2 separate regions of the Cyprinus carpio genome follow, and region 2 is linked to region 1. Evidence: chromatin contacts called from public Hi-C data. All regions are on one chromosome and are shown on one strand. Each heading gives the region's core, a stretch centred on a gene start, on an enhancer-like site or on the middle of the called end of the contact. The rest is flanking DNA. Distances are from core to core; before and after follow the strand shown. Region 1 holds the start of bcas3 (breast carcinoma-amplified sequence 3). Region 2 holds the start of tbx2b (T-box transcription factor TBX2b).

Region 1 (6,984 bases), core at 1,477-3,976:
CGAACGAATCACTCGATGTAACCGGATCTTCTTGAGCCAGTTCACCAAATCGAACTGAATCGTTTGAAACGGTTCGCGTCAACAATAAGCATTAATCCACAAATGACTTAAGCTGTTAACTTTTTTAACATGGATGACACTCCCTCTGAGTTCAAATAAACCAATATCCCAGAGTAATTCATTTACTCAAACAGTACACTGACTGAACCGAGCCAGATAATGAACGAAACATTGACTCGTTCTCGAGTCAAGAACCGTTTCTGTCGGACGCGTCTGATTCGAGAACCGAGGAGCTGATGATACTGCGCATGGGTGATTCAGACTGACACACAGCGCGTCTGAACTGAACTGGTTCTTTTGATGATTGATTCTGAACTGATTCTGTGCTAATGTTATGAGCGCGGGTAAACCGAAGGCTTGAATCAAGGGCAATCATCGCCAATGAAGTCATTATGTCGAGCGCAAAAGAACTGGTGAACCGTTTTCGGCAACCGGTTTATTGAATCAAACTGTCCGAAAGAACCGGTTCGCGGAGAAGAACAGAACTTCCCATCACTACCGGTGATCCGAAAACCGATGCAACCGGTTCTTGACTCGAGAACGAGTCAATGTTTCGTTCGTTATCTGGCACGGTCATCAGTTCAGTCAGTGTACTGTTTGAGTAAATGAATTACTCCGGGATATTGATTTATTTGAACTCAGAGGGAGTGTCAGCCATGTTAAAAAAGTTAACAGCTTAAGTCATTGGTGGATTAATGCTTATTGTTGACGCGAACCGTTTCAAGCGATTCAGTTCGATTTGGTGAACTGGTTCAAGAAGATCCGGTTACATCGAGTAATTCGTTCGCGAACCGGATGTGATGTGAACGCGCTCATAACAGACCCGGGAGAGAAGTCAATGCTGAATAAAGTCGTAGTTTTTGATATTTTTGGACCAAAATGTATTTTCGATGCTTCAAAAAATTCTAACGGACCCTCTGATGTCACATGGACTACTTTGAAGATGTATTTATTACCCTTTTGGACGTGGACAGTATACCGTACATACATTCTCAATGGAGGGACTGAAAGCTCTCGGACTAAATCTAAAATATCTTAAACTGTGTTCTGAAGATGAACGGAGGTCTTACGGGTTTGGAACGACATGAGGGTGAGTCATTAATGACATAATTTTAATATTTGGGTTAACTAACCCTTTAAGCTTCATGTATAGTTCCTTCTTTTTTTTTTTAGGTTCTGCCTTGTAATGACTCATTGGAAAATGAGACCCATTGTGATGGAATGCCTGCAGACAAGCGGGTGCTAGAGGACGACTCCTCACCTGTGCTGAAGAAACGGCGTCATAGTTTATCCCAGTCCCCTCTTAAAGAGTCCTCATGTACATCCTCAAAGATACCGAGTGCACAGTCCTCGGCGAGGAGTGGTGGTGGCAGCAATGGTCAGAAACAGTCTGAAAATGTCCAAGCGCTGCTTCAGCAGCATGTGAAGACTACTGTATGTGTTTGCTGACATTCATGGTCCTAATACAATGCAATCTGTACATTCATGCTGGACAGTCAGATTCTGATATTAGTTGATATAAGCTACTGAGAAACCAAATCCTGAAGCAAGTAACAATGTCAGAAGAAAAAGAAAAAATCACTTGCTTCCATTCACGACACTCATGTTTTAGCGTATGTTAGTGTTATGTTGTTATACTTTATATTTTGCAGACTAATGAAAATGTGTTGGATTTTTAAATGAGTTTTAGTTTTTCCTCCATTGTGTGTCCATTGCTCAGTTCTGTTATGCTTCAGGTCAGTCAGGTTGACATGATGGATCAAATAGGGATTTTTGCACTTTAAGTTGAATTTGTGCAGTCTTTGTGGAAAATTGGAGGATTGTGGGGGAAAAAAAGAAAGAAAGAAATTCTATCTTCTGAGAAGATATTTCCCTGCAGCTTACATGTCACCTGTTATATTTCATCATTTTGGGATCAATGCTATTGTTTTACTGAACAAGGAGAATGGTTCATCATTTCTAGTTTTCACTGGTATCTTAACCCTGTGTCATAAGGTTTAATGTTAACATTGTATGCAGGCATGAACTTTATTAATTATGCATTATGGATTTTAAGCATTATGGTTATTTTAATGTTTCCCAGGATTTCATTAACATTGTTTTTTTTCCTATAATGGGAGAAACTGTCATTCTAAACTGAAGGTGCTGCTATGCTAACAGGTCAATAAAAAAATTACAATAAAAACTGTATGCTCTTTAATAAAAATATTGGACGTTGTTATAGGGGTAAATTAAAACAAGAAATAGGACTTCAATTTGTTATTTTAATATAACTAGTTTAAATCATTTTAAGACATCCTTTGAAGATGAGAACCATTATTCCATTCTTCATAGTTTTCACGTGTCTACGACTTCGTTTTTCCGAAAGAAGCCGAGGCTGTGCGAAGTAGCTCGGTTGGGGATCATCACGCGATACTTCAATGTAAATAAACACATCAGCGTGACGTGATGTAACATTCGTGTTCATCCAGGCTGTTGTGCAAATTTTCAAATGCGGATATGCTCATATGAGTGTGAACCAAACAAATATAGCTTTATAGAACACTTCATCAAGATGTTAATGTTAATATTAACAATGCGTCAGATTCGTTCAGCGAACAAAAAAACCCAACCAGTCCCTGCCATTCACTATTGGTCAGAAAGGTCCAAGTACCCACCTTTGTCCTAACACTATTGGCTATCCGTCTCCGAAGCTCATCTCTGATTGGCCAAAGCATCTGTTGTTTCCGCTGCATGTCAGCTTCACTGTGGCGTTTTGTGAGGACCTCTGTTGATCCGAATTCAAAACACAAAACCTCTGGTTAGTACAAATGTCGCATCGTTAAACATTCAGCTGCACATTTCTTACATACATTACATACATATTTCTTTCAGAAAGTGAGAAAAGTTATTGTCATTGCTCAGTTTATTGTCTTGGAAGCGTTGTAATGACAGATAGCGGTATTGGCTAAGCTAACAGACTGTGGAGACAGTTGATATGATGAAATGTTGAACTGACTGAACTCACAGCTGTGTTTTCTCTGACACACTCTTGACATCTCTTTAGACATTTTCTTGGATTAAATTATGTTAAATTTATGGAAAAATGTAAATAAATGAAGAGCTACTTAATTATTATGATGGTAATGTAGGTATTTACATCCTATAGTTTGGTTACTAGTAAATATTGCTGGAGTTGATTGAAGTCTTTTCTTTTGTTTATCTTGCTTGTCGTAACAAGTCAGTATTAAAGATCGTTTACAGGATGAATACTTAATAGGAATGAGTCTGTTGTGCAGATTTAACTGAGCCAGGCACATCTGTGCCTGATTTGTTAACATCCATCTGCAAGGTGGATGATCTGTAGTGGTGCAGATATCATTTGTAGCCTATTAATTATGTTGAGTTTAGAGTAATACTGAGATCAGAATGATTAATGAGGCATCTCTGCAGTGATGTTTATTGTAACGATCATGTGGAAATCATGCCTGTATCTTCTCATGCTCTACTCCAGCAGGATCCTGAGTGGTTGGCCATGGCGTCTGACTCCCCGCGCAGACCGAGCCGCTGTGCTGGTGGGGTTGTGGTTCGAGCACAGGCTGCAACGTAAGACCATAATGGCTCATTTGTGAATGAAATTACAGTTGTAAAGCCAATTAGTGATCAGTATTGTAAATGTTAAGATGTTGGTCCTAATAAACAAAAGAGTGATAAAATATTGCTGCTCAAGTTTTAAGGTTTAAATGGTCAGGTCTCTTCTTGTGTGGTTATATTATTTTCATGAGAATTGTTTTTACTGTTTTGCAGAGAGCAGTCATACATGGAGAGCGTAGTTACGTTCCTGCAGGATGTAGTCCCTCAGGTAAATGTTTTTTTTTCCCTTTAAATTTTGCTTGGAATTTTATGTACAAAACTGGAAATTCACTTTTTTTATGTGTTTTGGATAATGTTTATTTTTAATGTATTTCTGTTGTAAAAATGTCGAGAGCCTAAGAAAGACTCTTTGTAGACATATAAGTGATAGAGCAAGAACAATTTAGTTAGACAATATCAAGCCTGTATTAATCTTTGAATTTTCAGGCATATACTGGGACACCTCCAAATGATGAAAAAGAGAAGATAGTTTGGGTCCGTTTTGAAAAAACAGACATCAATGGTAAGTTTATGCTGTATGTTTTGATTCACTAAAAGAACCAGTTCATATGAATCATTTGTTTGTTAGTCAGACTATATCATATTGGTCATGCTGCATGTTTTTGGTTCACTAAAAAGAACTGGCTAAAAGAACTAAATTATTTTACTGCTCCACATTGGTCACGCTGTACTGCTAGATGTTGTGGGGGAAAATGTTTTTTTTATTATATTTTTTTTTTTAATTTAAATTTAGTTTTTTATTTTAAAATGTAATTTATTTCTGTGATGGCAACGCTGAATTTTCAGCAACCATTTCTCCAGTTTTCAGTATCACATGATCCTTCAGAAATCATGTAATAAAATGTTTTATTTTATTTTTTATTATTCCCCCAGGATTCTTTGAAGAATAAAAAGTTATAAAGAACAGCGTTTATTTGAAGTATTTTGTGATGTAAATATATTTACTGTCCCATGTGAGCAATATAATGCAAAACAGTTTTAACAAGCACTGATATGTTACACAAATCCTAAATGTGGTTTGGGGCTAGTAGTTCATATTTATCTTATCTTAAGTTTTTGGTTGCACCAATGTTGGATCATCCAAACGCTGACTATGTTCCTCATTCCAGCAAACATGTCATGAGGGGATGAGATGACTGTCAGAAGAATAGACATAACTTTCCTAATTTTCCAGTTGTATTGGCACTTGTATTGACAGCCATGATCTTTTCTTTTTGTCAGAAGAATAAAAACAGTGGCGATCAGAAAGGTGCTATATTTTGCCAACTTTTGAGTCATTATTTATGTGTTCCATTGTTCTGATCATCTGCGTCTTGTTTGTTTATTGAGCTGTTTACAACTTGCGTCAAGCCTTTGTGAATTACATACTTTGTGAATTATTTGTTGTACTTCTGTGTCATTTCTTACAACTTGTGTTTCTTGTCCTGTGTCCAGATGTGGCTCGCTTACCAGAGTTCCAAGAGATGCACGGCAGCGGCAGTGACCCGCCTCTCTGCTTGATGATTGGATACACTGATGGAATGCAGATTTGGAGCATATCAGTGAGTACATTTTAAATGGTCTCTCTTGCCTTGCCTTACACTGGCTGCTTCCGAATATGCATACTTGCTTACTATGTAGAAGGCTAATAATAGAATGTGAAAATAGTAGTATGTCCGAATTCACAGTATTCATAAAAGAATAGGCAAAAAAAAAATTATTTGGATAAACTACTATTTGTGGTGAGATTCTGACATGCTCAGCCAATGGACACTTTGTACTATCCCATGAGGCTACTGAAGAGGAGTTGTGAATGGCAGTGAAGTGATGCAACCAATGCTGTAGGTCACATGACAAATATTGTGTAATGCATTCATATAACACACATTCATACTATATAGAACATATTTTTAATGGTTGCAAATTACAGTACTTTTTGGATGCAGCCAGCATGTTTTTCTCTAGACCACTCTGTCTATATGTCATTGACAAAGCAACTGGAAATCATTCATTTTGGTGACAATAAGGTGTAGACAGCAAAGCTCATCAGTGAAATCAATACTGCTGTACTGCCTACTACATACTATCTAGTGAATTAGAATTAGAATTTTTTATTCCAGTTTTGTATTGCAAATCAATATTCAGTCAAATATGACTCACAAACGACCTTAAAATTGTGTTTGATATTGCTCAGTTGCTGTGTTATGCTGTGACTCTTTTTCACCACTTGGTGTCGCCATAGACAAAGGCAAGGCTGTGTTCTGGAATACAGATTTGAGTATTGAAGTTGGGTGAAAAATTATGTCAGGATGCATGTTAAGCTCTGAATCATGTCATATTTAAAAAAATGATGGTAACTAAACATGATATCGCTTCCCCAGTAAAATAGTGAAAATGTCAATTTCAATTTAAAAGGTTTCTCGAACTTGGCTGTCCAAATTCACATCATAAGGAAGTGCAAAGCTTCCTATTTTTAATAGGAAAATATGGTAATAGAGATAAAGATATCGGACATATTATGTGATTTGTTACCCTGACTAAGCCTTTATTTTAGAAAATTTTTAAAGTCCTGACAGTTATCACTTTAGGAAGCTTTGCACTTCCTTATGATGTGAATTTGGAGGCATCATTAAAGACACAACATCTCATACTTTTTGTCGAAGTGTTGAAAGCGTCACATTGTCTGGCTATAAGTTGCCTGCAAAGTGTTTGTGACAGCTGCTGAGCCCACACCTTCAGTAATGGCGTTGAAGGGAGGAGCAGGAGTGGCACTAGCTGTAGTACATTTCTGCATTCCTGTGCATTAGCATCTTGGTGGAGCAGAATCTTTGATGGAGCTGTTGCTGGCTGGTGGGAGATAAGAGTTAGATTAGACTGGGCTAACTGAAGTGGTGTTGGAGTGGAGGGATGACATGCAGTACACTGAAGGTGTCTGCTTTGCTATTATCATTTAAGCAGCCCAATGCACTTCACCGTTTTCTACCATCATGATTCCAATGTGTAGAGACGGGTGTTTGAGAAATATGTGGTAATGATAGTGCTGCAGAAATTGCATGTTTAAGGAGTGATTAAATGATAAGGGATGCACAAAATTTTGCATGATATTATTATTTACTTTTTAATTTAATACTGTTATTGAATAATTCATTGTTCATTCTTATTTTGATTATTTAAAAAAAAAAAAAACTAAAAATCACTTTATATTGTACATTGTATTCATTGAGCAAACACTTTTATTTGTATATTAAGCAAGAAACAACTGATTCAAGTGCACAGGGCTATTAAAAATAACTTTAGCAAATCTCAAAATGT
Region 2 (6,984 bases), core at 2,662-5,161, 230 kb after region 1:
ATCCATCAGATAGCCAACAGTATGTCCACGTCCAGAGGAGGTTCTGCTGACTCGGTTGGGTGATACAAAATGGGCTATGCGAAAAGCAAATTGTACGATTTGGCAAAATAAGCACGAGCAGATCAAATACACTGTCCTAATGAAAAAGAGGAGACATGGGGAAATGTATACAGGGTGTGCGTGGTAGTAAGAATGGAGGAGAGAGAGCTGGACGGAAAGGAGGAGGAGAGAGGGGGCTGCTAGCTGGTGGAGGCGCTGGGTATAGGCTACATGTGACAAGGGGAAATATGAGGGACTTTGACAGGTCTTAAACGGTCTGGCGCCAAGGCCTCAGTCTACCGGCTAAATATAGCAGGAGAGATGATGCAGAGATGATGAAAAGATGAAAAGAAGGAGCAACAATGTAAAAGCTGAAAAAAAGAGCAACGGTCATTTAATGATCAGCCCTAGAGGATCATCTGGTTTCATATATGTGAAAGGTATTGCAAAGGTTTGCGTTATCTTTCTGCAGGAACATATTAATTTCCTTAGAACCTGGAAACACAATTAGACACATTGTCTTACAGCGGACACCGTCTCAAGGACACAAAAGCTGACAGAAGCAGATCATGCATAAAAGTTTGGCAGCAAGCTATTTTTAACTAATGAAAATGTCCTCTGGTCGAAGCTGATGCACACTTCTACATCTCCTGACAAACTTTTAATGATGTTTTTTTCATCATTAGAATTATTCGGAATACAAGTGGTCATTGGTTTTCCGACGCCTCGTTGTTTTGGCAGTAAACAGTGGCAGTGCTGTGAAAAGTTTTCCAGCATGAACGCTTTTTAAATCATGTGTGATAAGAGCTCAGCGCATGATTACATTCTTGTCGGTTTAGATGTGTACAGCAGGAAAAATAAACCTGGCGTAATTGCAGAGACTTTGTTGATGTCATTACTTCCTTAAGTATATACATAGAAAACCATTACCATTCCCATGTGTGGTTAATCTCTTCCCAATCCAAATCACTCTCTGTCGAAGTTTTAGCCCAGAGATCAAACAAGACTATTGATTAGTCCAGTTTCAACAACGTGCTGCAGGTGACACTTTACCTGCAAATTTTTTTTTTATTTTTCATAAACGATTTTTAATATTTACATCAAATGCACTAGATAGGCCTGTTGAATAAAAGCGTAAACGGAATTTTCAGTGTCAGGGAAAAAAGTTTAATCACTAAACTAGGAAGTACATTGATCATAAATTGGCAGTTTCTCCTCTAGAATGTGGTTTTATGTTAACATATTACAGGCTTTTTTTTTCTTTTTCTTTTTTTTTTGGTTTGTCAAAATGACGTTCGTATAATTAATTCGATTTTATTTAAGTTAGCACTTAATATTCTAAATGACTATAAAACTCAGCATAGGAGAGTTGTGTGCTTATTATACTCTCATCTGACGTTTGATCTAATGTTTTTTAGCATGGCTCTTATTTTTACCTTTAAATAATGAAGATGTTATATCAGGAGACACTTATTTTTGGTTTGCCATTTCGTTTGGCTAGCTATATTTAAATATTCTTCATCATAAAAGCAGAAAAACTTTTATTGTCATACAATAAATTTTGAATCTGTTTCGTTCGTAATAGCATTGATTTATTTTCATTCTGTAGCCTATTATGTTTATTTGGTAGGCTATTATTTTCACGACTTTTAAAAGAAAATCGTATCCTATTTAAAGAATTACCATACCTGTCTGGTAAAGGTGTGCATATCCCATATTTTAGTGTCAGTTTCAATAAATCCTGCTTTAGCTCTGTGTCTGTTCACTCGTGGCTTCGGCAACAAGTGCCTGCCTACTTTGCCTCTGCTTTCTCCGTTTACGGCGCGGATTAAGCTATTCTTATGCAATGTTATGGTGTGAATGTGCAATTTAACTTGTCAACAGACAGTCATGAATTTGCTAAACCTGTTATCCTTGATTAATATTTACTGTTCAATTTGAAAACGCGCAATAAAATTATTTTTAACAAATATCGTTTAGCTGTTTTAATGACATTATGACGTGAGCGGCAATCCGTAATGCTCTCTAAACCATTTTATGTCCAATTCAGTAAATATCACAAATCGTGCAACTCAATAGAAAAAAGAAGAAGAAGAAAAAAACAACCTATTTTAAACGTCCACACTGACTTTTTAAAGAACAGCTGCAAACGAATCAAGTTTTTGACCAGCTGTTGAAAAAAAAAAAAAAAGTAAAAAAAAAAATGATACTTTTACATTGTAACTTTTCAGTAGTGGGCTATTTTATAAGCAACATTTAATCACTCTATCAGGTCCTCTCTGGCACAGTAAGGGTTAATCATACAGCCTATCATCATGCTCTGCTGATTTGTATCGAAATGTAAAAGTGACAACATAACGCAACCGGTTGAATCCGTCCGCACAAAAACATAGATTGGACATTGATGCGTTTTGGAAATATTGGAACTATTCAGTGCGACATCTGATCGAAAAGTATACACTGAAATACTAACCTATAACGATCACAAGTCATCTAGAGACAAAGAAGGCAAGTGCAAGCCAAAACTTTGGCGTAAATGCTAAAGGGATTGGAGTGCACTGTTAGAGGATTTTGGAGTAAATATGAACTGACAAGAGACGGTTCTTACTGCGGCACGTCAGCCGACTGGCGCCAAGCGGCTATCTAACAAACCCAATCCTAGTAAATCTAGAGTCCACGAGTGGATTTCTTAAAGGTATAGACTACACTTATGGCTCGACCCACTGTTAAAACTACAGGTCGAACATGGATGGTGGACATTTAGTGGCGTTGCACTTAATCCTAAATGCATTGAGATGTATGCTATTTTTCCGATAATAAAGCGGAGCATAAACTTTTATCCGCTCACCTGAACATTCAGCGTTAGGATCAATAAAATACATGTAAATTCATGAATACAATACCTCTACATTCCCTAAACAGTTGTCTTTGTATATTGCGACATAAATGGAGTAAATTAAAAAAAAAAAAAGTCATATTAAAAGTTAACCGCAGATGCCTGTTAAGAGTTAACAGTTAAGAGTAATTCAGCACTCACCAAAATTATCTTTACATTGGTCTTTAGATTCCATCAGCTCTCTTCCTCTTTCTTCAGTAGGTGTAGTGCAGCGCGTGGCTGTGCGCTTTGAATGACCCGGGGCAGAATTTAAAGTACCAATGTCCCATTATTGGCTGCTGTTCCTCACATGAAGTCTGTCCCGACACACGCAGGAAGCACGGAAATAGTTATTCACACAGTGAAACGTTGAATTCAATTCATACGCACAACAAGGTCCTTTGACTATGAGAATGCAGTGCTATATTATGAACAAAATACTCGTACGCGTCACTTTGACATGTACAGCGAAAAAATCAACGTCATTTGGTGTGTTGCTGATATTTTTATTGACTATTACGAATAGTCATTCTCAATTTATAATGTTTTAAAATGTGCTACCAATGAAAAGCGTATAATATTTTGCACTAATTAATCATAACAATATTCACTTTTTGTTAATTTACACGTCAGTAATCTTAATTTCTAGTTTTCAGTGTATCGAAGAGTGAGTTTGATCCTTGAACAAGGAGGCATCGTAATTATAAAGCGTAAGCCGACCGAGGTGCAGTCACCACCGGCTAAGCACTGAGGGCTGACCCGGTGCTTGGCTTGGAGACGGGGGTGGGATTTCCCGATCTTTTCTGTCATTGGTTAATATTTTATTCTGTTGACATGTTTTCTTACAGCTAATGCTTCCGACACCTTCTTGTCCACCCCCTCTCCTTGAGCCTGGACGGAGCTGTCAAAACCACGCCTATGGAGGCCCACAATTGGTCCAGAAAGCGTAAAATCAGCAATCAAGGGGGCTTGGTTCATTAGTGCTGGGATCAGAGCAGGAAGGACATGTGAGATAGTTACAGTTGTACAGTGGACAGGGCAAGATCTAACCATTTCAACTCCGTGTCTGCGTAGTATGACTGCGCTTGAATGGACATCCGCATCGAAAGAGTAATCTTTTTATGAGAGCAACTGTTGGAGAACAGGAATCCCCAAATCTGCCTTCAAAGCGTCGTTGCGCTCACTTTGACTGATATTATTGCGGGGACTTCGTGGAAACTAGCAGCTACGGGAGTTAAAGCGGAAGATCCTTACCTCCGTCTTTGCTCGCCTTTTCGCGATTCACATTTTGCCAAATTTGACTTGCTGCGCTTTTATTCCTCGTAGTGAGACAATCTATCGTCTGGATACGCGCTGCTTTTGCCAGAAAACACCACTTAATATATATTTTTTCACTACGATTGTTGGATGCACCGATGAGAGATCCAGTTTTTACAGGGACTGCGATGGCTTACCACCCTTTCCACGCTCACCGGCCGACCGACTTTCCCATGTCAGCTTTTCTCGCGGCCGCGCAACCCTCCTTCTTCCCGGCGCTGACCTTGCCTCCCGGGGCTCTCACAAAGCCGATCCCGGACCATACCCTCGCCGGAGCCGCGGAGGCTGGGCTCCATCCGGCTCTGAGTCACCATCATCAGGCAGCTCATCTTCGCAGTCTTAAGAGCCTGGAGCCAGAGGAAGAGGTTGAAGACGATCCAAAAGTCACACTGGAAGCTAAGGATCTATGGGACCAGTTCCACAAATTTGGAACAGAAATGGTTATTACGAAATCTGGCAGGTGAGTTCATGGTTGCTCTATTTTTAGTCTTTTGTTTCAGTGTTTATAGGAGGGAATGCTATGATGCACTCAGCGTTTCACATATACTCCACAATAAATTCGCCGTCTGTTGCACGTACGTTTCGACGGATGTGTAGTAGCTACAGCAGGCCCAGTAAATTCATTACTACATTTCTCTTTTTCACATCGCTGTCGTAAGACATTTCCCCTTCATTTCACTATTAATGTCTTGCGCCCTGAACTAGCTGACCTAAATATTATGTCAATGAGACTGTAGAAATGAATGTCTTACTGTCAGAGCATGTGTAGCCTACCTGAACGATTCATCTGCTCATTTGACTTATGAAAACGAAATGGGGAAAGTACAAGCGATGAGTATTCTGTGGCTAGAAAAAAGGAAAATAGCTGAGGCTTTTTGTTGCTTATATCAATACTAACATATATTGACTTTCAAGACACGGTGTGGCACAGTTAAATCGCGCTTTCATTTATTTCGTAAAGAGAAATGTTTCTCTTGGTCTGCTAATGTACTGAGGTGACAATAAACTATTTTATGTAAATAACCTGCCACTTTCATGCAAGATTTAAGTCTTGCGGCGAGCTAAATTATCTGCAGCCAGGTGAAATGTTAATATTTGTTGAACATGTATTTTTAGTGCGGTTGTTTTATTTAATAAATCTACCAAAGGTAAACAAAACGTTTAAATATTATTTGGTTGTGTTGTTAAAACGTTAAGCTTGCATCTGCCCACATTTGCAAAGAAAAAGATTTTGATTTATGGACATATTTCCTTTTTCTACAGGAGAATGTTTCCACCTTTCAAAGTCCGCATCAATGGACTCGATAAAAAAGCCAAGTATATTCTATTGATGGATATTGTGGCTGCCGACGACTGCCGCTACAAGTTCCACAACTCTCGCTGGATGGTCGCGGGGAAGGCCGACCCGGAGATGCCAAAGCGAATGTATATACATCCGGATAGCCCAGCTACTGGGGAACAATGGATGGCCAAGCCTGTTGCTTTTCATAAACTGAAGCTAACCAACAACATTTCGGACAAACACGGATTTGTAAGTAACCCATTTTTAATTTATTATTATTATAATTTTTTTAAATAACCCGTTTTGTGTGTTGCATGTAGGCCTGTTGTAATTGTGTGTTGCTGTGTAATATATAAATATAAAATTACTGCCATCTGTGGGCTGTAATGCTGTAAAAACTGTTTATTCCTGGGCGAAGAGAATTATGGATGTTCTAAAATATATATTTTAGCTTAGGCTACTTAATTTCTTCGGCCCATGTACAATTCTTTACTGTCGCTACATTCATTTCTTTCTTTGTTTCGGCAAGCTTATAAACTAGATATGAGGTATTAAGTCATAATTTTATTCGTTATGAATAATGATAACATTGTCAGCTTGGTTATGTAATGTAAATACTTCATCCTGAGTTTTTTTCTTGGCCACTGTTACTTCTATTGTTTATGATAGGCGCAGAGCGCTATAACTTTTATGAGGGGGAGGAAGTGACAAAAAAATGAGGTCAAAGGAATCGGAGAGACCTTGAATCACGCTACAGTGAATGAGTTTACAAATAGCAACAGTGAAAGTGTAATTTGGGCTGTTTTGAGTAAGCGCAGCAACGAATTGTATAGGTAGAGCGACCTGTGCAGTCTCTGATAGTTCAATGAACAATGTTGAGACGATGCTGACCAGTACTCTATACCTGAGCATGCAGTCAAATATAGTGTGTGACCTGCTCCCTTACGCGACTTGCAAACAAATCGACTGGAAACAAATGAAACATTTACATGCATGGCACAGCCATTTGATATTTGTACAGTCAAACAGAAAATATATAGGCTACATAGCCTTTTTTTGTGTGTGTGTGTGTGTGTGTGTGTGTGTGTGTGTTGATCATCACATTTTGTTGTTGCAAGGCTTTCTTAAAATGTACAATTAATAAACTCTTATTTTTTATATATCTATTTCAGATTTAATTTGTGTTATAATGATAGCACCATCAAATAACTCATGTTGCATGTTCGCGTGACTGTTTTCTGTCTACCTGCCACTGGCACAGGCCTGTTGTTATGTGATTTAACCCAAGAACAATATTTCCACTATTACAACATATATTATGCGGTATTTATTGTCTAAAACGATTTTAAAGACTAATGACTTGAATGGATAATTATTTTGACAAGCACTAATGTTTTCCATTCCTCTTCCTCTCCTTCTCCTTCTCATTAGACCATCCTGAATTCAATGCATAAATACCAGCCCAGGTTCC

The links. A called contact is a pair of places that touch in the nucleus more often than the background predicts.
Region 2: a contact with region 1 is called in a Hi-C map of liver, with 2.9 times the contacts expected there. The contact joins the promoter of tbx2b here to the promoter of bcas3 in region 1. A contact is called at or near these places in 2 of 8 Hi-C or Micro-C datasets (both in liver).

Annotation. Positions count from the first base shown.
Region 1 is chrB15:18,557,684-18,564,667 of ASM1834038v1, forward strand. bcas3 (breast carcinoma-amplified sequence 3) reads left to right here and starts at 2,727. Exons shown (of 26, transcript XM_042739622.1): 1 at 2,727-2,860; 2 at 3,554-3,645; 3 at 3,847-3,901; 4 at 4,120-4,195; 5 at 5,128-5,234. The coding sequence starts at 3,575. It overlaps ppm1da (protein phosphatase, Mg2+/Mn2+ dependent, 1Da), which reads left to right. Exons shown (of 6, transcript XM_019073356.2): 6 at 1,234-2,245. The coding sequence ends at 1,509.
Region 2 is chrB15:18,783,245-18,790,228 of ASM1834038v1, forward strand. tbx2b (T-box transcription factor TBX2b) reads left to right here and starts at 3,912. Exons shown (of 7, transcript XM_042739620.1): 1 at 3,912-4,691; 2 at 5,495-5,762; 3 at 6,945-6,984. The coding sequence starts at 4,330. It overlaps LOC122139824 (a long non-coding RNA gene), which reads right to left and starts at 3,647. Exons shown (of 2, transcript XR_006156573.1): 1 at 3,077-3,647.